Regions from separate parts of the Triticum aestivum genome. Here region 1 is linked to region 2. The links are chromatin contacts, called in public Hi-C maps. All regions are on one chromosome and are shown on one strand. The core of a region is the stretch at or near the end of the contact, and the rest is flanking DNA. Distances in the headings are between cores, read along the strand shown.

Evidence for each region. A called contact is a pair of places that touch in the nucleus more often than the background predicts.
Region 1: a Hi-C map of leaf shows a contact between it and region 2, with 5 times the contacts expected there. The contact joins the promoter of LOC123065206 here to the enhancer-like site in region 2. A contact is called at or near these places in 2 of 5 Hi-C or Micro-C datasets (both in leaf).

What each region holds. Positions count from the first base shown.
Region 1 is chr1A:544,800,428-544,803,127 of IWGSC CS RefSeq v2.1, reverse strand. It overlaps LOC123065206 (protein IQ-DOMAIN 6), which reads right to left and starts at 1,396. Exons shown (of 4, transcript XM_044488558.1): 1 at 999-1,396; 2 at 659-883. The coding sequence starts at 1,253.
Region 2 is chr1A:544,503,326-544,506,025 of IWGSC CS RefSeq v2.1, reverse strand. No RefSeq gene overlaps it. Among protein-coding and RNA genes, the nearest start is that of LOC123180243, 42 kb to the right of the region's middle. Within about 2 kb of position 1,310, at least 1 of the 8 cell types and tissues checked has an H3K27ac peak or open chromatin away from gene starts, as enhancers often do. A contact at or near this core is called in leaf, where this site is marked.

The sequences.
Region 1 (2,700 bases), core at 147-2,646, 300 kb before region 2:
AGATGGTGATTTCCATCTACAGAACTATCTCTGAATTCACATCCTGGAAACGAAACGATCTCCAATCCTCATGCTCGAATCAAATTTGGTTTGCACAAGTAACTATTTACCAACTGGATTCAAATATGTGAGCATGGCAATCTTTTTTACTTTATAATTTGAATCCAGATCTAATAAAAATCACTAATGTCGTTCTTTTGGAGGAATTGTATATTTGTGGTGTAGTTTAAAAACCTGTAAAAGTGTGTGTGTTTTCAGAAAAAAAAAAGAGGGGTGTGTTTTCAGAAATGGAAGAGAGCGGACTGAACAACATAACCCATGGGCCAGTGTTACAGCAAGGCCCAGCTGAGCCCCAATCTCTCGAATTCTCCACCAGATTCTTGCCACCAAAAATGGCGCGATTCTATCAAATTTCTACATTCTCAACAACATAGCCCATGGGCCAGTGTTAAACTAAGAAACTGGAGGCCCATACCACAGGAAGGGCCAGTTCAGCCTCAATCTCTAATTCACCATCAAATTCTTGCCACAAGAAATGGAGCGATTCTATCAAATTTGCAGGAATGAAAACTACATTCTCGACATTACCGAGCGCTGCAAGAGTCATGGATCGAAGCAAGCATTGCAAACGCACATTCAATCAAAAAAAGATATGCACCTCGGTTTCCCTGAGCGGATCGGCACGGCCGTCGCGGTGGCCGGGCGCGTCCTGTGACTGCGCGTCGGCGGAGCAGCGCGCCCGGCGCTCCATGGCGCGCTCCTGCACCCTCAGCAGCGCCTCCATGCGGCTGAGCGTGACGGCGAGCTGCCTCCGCACCAGCCGGCCGCGCACCAGCGCCTGCAGCCGCACGATCCCCCGCAGCGCCTTCAGCGCCCGCCTCGCCTGATCAACCGCGCGACAGATCATCAGTCCATCATCACCGGTATCGCATCAGATCGGAATGCGCAGTAGCACGAAACCATGGAGCAATCTGCGCGTTGGATTGGTTACCACTTACCAGGAGGGCGCGGAAGGCGGCCTGGATGCGCACGGCGGCCCACTCCTGCCTGATCACGCGGAAGTCCGCGGGCGGCGCGCGCGCCACGACCGAGCCGAGCGCGGTGGCGGACGACGTGGTCGAGGACGTCTCGCAGCCCCCGGCGCCGTCCCTGGACGCGCCCCGCCAGAGCCGGCTCCACTTCCGGCCCTTTCCCGGCGCCGCGGACGCCGACGGCGCCTTGAGGCCGACCAGCGACCTGATCCACTTCCCCATCGACGCCCTCACGCTCTCGTCACACGTCCGGGCGGGAGCTCTCCTGCTTTGGCTGGCTCTGCGTCTGCGTCTGCGGGCGCGGGGGGAGTGACGACCGACGAAGGATGAGGCCGGCCGGGACGATCGGACGAGACAAAACGGAAGTACAAGTAGTGGGGGAGGTAGCCGTTGTCCTTTTCTCCGGGGGAGTCCGTTTCCGCTCCGCGCGTGGGCATTCAATTCGAATTTCGAACGGCGACAAGGAAAGCCGGCCCCGAGGGCGAGCACGCCGGGTCGCTGGGCGCGGGCCCGGCGCTCGAGGTGGGGCCCAGGTGTTTGCTGGTTCAGGTGGGAGGAGGCACGGCGGAGCTCCCGTCGCGCATAGGTTTCCGGGAAAGACTGGAACGTGGCTTTCTCGTGGGACGGGCCCCCGACGCTGACCCGCCGGGTCCACGGGGAACGTGGAAGCACTTGTCAGTAACGGACGGCCTGAGGAGGGGAGGTGGGGACGATCAGCTCGCGCTCGACGGTCCGTCGACGGCGGTGCCGGCACGGCACGGCGTCGGGGAACGTGGGCAGAACGGACCTTGCTGCGCTTTCACGCTTCGTTTCTCGCAAGGGAGAATCACTAGTTGCATGATGTATTTTTCATGCCTTTTTTTTGAAGCATCTCCAATACTTGCTCCATCCACGATAACGTATATACATATATAAATTTTATGGCAAATTATGGAGCGGAGTAAAAAAATACATTGGAAAGACCCAAGTCATTTTCTTTCTCCTATTGAATCACCCCACCTCAAAGTGCATGTAAAAAGTGAGGAGACGATGTGTTGAATATTATTGATCTTGATTACCGTGTGATAAGATTTTTTTTTCTATTTTAAAGTGCACTGGGAAAATAGATGTATAGATTTTATCAATAAATTTTGAACGAAAGTACTTCGCATACGACATTTGGCTCAACGAGCGCTTGGGCGATGACTTAATCCAGCTGCTGGTGCTGTTTTAGCCTTGGGCTTGTATGGTGGATATGGCATTGCCGTCTGTGTTTCGTGTGATAATTGTCGCCGTGCATGTAGCAGTATACAATTTTGAATATCAAATGTATACTTATTAATGGACGGAGGAAGTAGGTGCCATCTAATAGCACAAAACCATTTATTACATCACGGGATGCAAAAAATACTACTTCAAATAACTGTTTGATATATTTGAAGAAAACACTCCACATTTAGGGCAGCTGCAAAATACAATAGTGCTGCAAATTTGCAACACTTAAGCAACTACCGCAAAACAAACTGGGTCGTGCGTGAGCCGCCGACTGCCTACCGCCAGCGGCGATTTTGGCCGTGAAGGCCGCGTCTGTCGCTCGTCTTCCCTGTCACTCCAGACGGCTGTCAGAGTTTCACCGCCCATCGATTAGGCTGGTCATAGTGGGGAGTAACTTAGACTAATGTCATATGCA
Region 2 (2,700 bases), core at 61-2,560:
GGGAGGAGTTTCATATGCGGTTTGATCAGGACGTTCCTTGCGGTGGTGATCGTGCTCCAAGAGTTTGTTGTGTTTGTGAGTTCCTTGCGTGTGATCTTTCTACTTCTTCTCAAGTTTGCTTCATGTATCACATCATTGTATCCTAGCACGTTAATGGCTATAGTAATTTGAAGCTGGGTCGAAATATGACTTTTCTCTCAAAAAATCAACTAGTGTGAGTTTATATTGTTATACACTTATACTCCCTGTGTAAACTTTTATAAGATCGTTTAGATCAGTGAAAGTACTACTTGTGTTAATCACAAACAAGAATTTTGTTTTGCTTTGTTGTCTCTCTAACAGTCAAGGATGTACCACAATTTTCAATTCCATGACTTGAACCCTGCCAGGTTGGTTCTGTGCTAATCTCCACCTGATAATAAAGCGAGTAGTGCTTCTGGCTGTCTGTCGCTCATTTTACAAAAAAACTTTGTGTTTTCGGAAATCAACCTAAAGTCCAGACTTAAGTGACAAAAAATTCAATTTATAGTGTAATTTTAATCAATAGCGATGTGTACAATTTGAATATGATGTTATTTTACCTATTTAACATTTTTAAAGTTCTATTTATGGTGTAATTTTAATCAATAGCGTACAATCCTTCTTTTTTCCATACCGAGGTCGATCCATGTTGCAAATGAACACCTTATCACAATCAGACTGAAGACAAAAGAAACTATCAATAACCACATATGAGAGAGAGAGAGACAGAGAGAGAGAGAGCATAGATAGGATGCCATGTTGGGTCTTGAGTCATGATTATTGGGTTAGAGACGTGTCGTACCGTTCGTTGCAATGCACGAGCTCTTTTGCTATTTTGCTATTAAGTTAATAATCACACACAAGATTTTGTTCTTTTTATTTTCTCTCTAGCGGTCAAGGATCTACAATGAGTTTCAAGCTAAGATCGTGGACATGGTCATGCATCGCATATGCTGAGCTGAGGTAGTTTTTTTTTTTTTGAGGGGAGCTGAGGTAGTAATTGATGATTGAGCCATGAGCGAGGTTAACAGGAGGATGTGGCGCACCGCACGCTGGTTGCTAGTGCGTGGTGGCTTGTGCGTCTCTTTCTGCTCCTCTCCGTCTCCATCCTTTTCTTCGGCTCCTTTCATTTCTGGCCCCGAAAACTAAGTTTTGGGAGCGAGTTCAAGAATCTCAGTCTCAGGCACGGTGGTCCGCGCGCGCAAGGGACGCTCGCTCTCTCCCAAGGCATAGGAATCACTGTACGTACACGAGCACAACGGACGTGACGGTCCCCGTCTTTTTGTCACGACGATGTCCCATCATTCGGGACATGTGTGTATACACAGCTGGTATACAGGTGTACTACTAGCTGACTACTCCGGCGTCGACGCATTTGTCCTGACCGGTCGGTTTCCTCCCCTGCCTGCTGACACGACACATAAATATCCAGTGCACCTATCGACTCGCCTGACCAGCTATGCAGCTGAGCTAAAGGCGTCGCCGTTGGCCTTGGCCGGCCGGCCGGCGCTCTAGTCTCCGGAAATTGTGGGCGTCCAAGTCCGTCTTGAATCGACCGATAGGCCGGCCGGGGTCTACCCTCGACGTCTCTGCACGGCGTTTGTTGTGCCTCAGTCGGCGTTTCCAACTCCGTTCACCCTCGGCCGCAGTCTCACGTACAGTAAACTTTGCCATTGATCCAACAACAGTCATCTGAAATTCCCCTAAAAGAAAACAGCCATCTGGACTTCAGTGCGCAGTGGCCGTAGCCAAGTCAACTAGAATAACAGCCGTAGCCAAGCTAAGCGACGTGCCATGCCATGCCATGGCCGTCGGGTTGGCGGCCTTCCACATGAAGCAGCGGCAACACTGTGCTTGCTTGTGCTGTTGTGCAAAGGAGAGCACAGAATGCAGCCTCCATCGGTCCGTATTATCCTAATCAGAACGGAATATGGCAATCTCCCTTGCCCTTTGCATGAGTAGAAAGTAGAATTCTTTGCGCTTTACATCAATCATCAAACAAAATTGAAGAAAGATTGTCAGCGGCAACTCCACGAACAGAAATCCGGAAGAAAAAGAGCAACTCGAGCAAAAATTCTTCATCAAGGTGCAGCCGGAAGAAGGCCATCAAGTTACTCTCTTCTTCTTCTTTTTTAGAGGAGGCCGTCGAGTCACTTGACGGGCTCATTGCTCGTTCCATCATGTGAACAGCGACCTGGTCCGTTCCTCCACACTCAGAATTAGCCCATTCAGTCAGTCTTTCTTTGTTTGGGCATCTGCCACCGATTCCCAGATTGGGCCTTCGTTGTGTGGTCCATCTCCGACACCCAAGAAGGCTCGATGTGTGTGTGTGTGTTTTGAGGCTGGTCACAATTGGGAGGAACTTAGGAGTAACATCACACACTTCAATACAACTTTGCTTATGTGTCACACATTTAATGAAGAGAGAGATGCTTGTGGTAACTAGCTAAGTTATAGGAACATCACACACTCTAAGAAACAATGAGTCTATAACCTAATAAATACATTATTGCATGACACTACATAGATGTTTCTATCCACTGTGGAGATAGTAACATAGTCTAGGGAAGTGTGTAAGTTACTAGACTATGTTCTTGCCCATTGTGACCAGCCTGAAGGCCAACCCTAGCGTCCGGCCGGTCACGTGCTATCCCCTCGATTCAATTACCCACAGCTGTC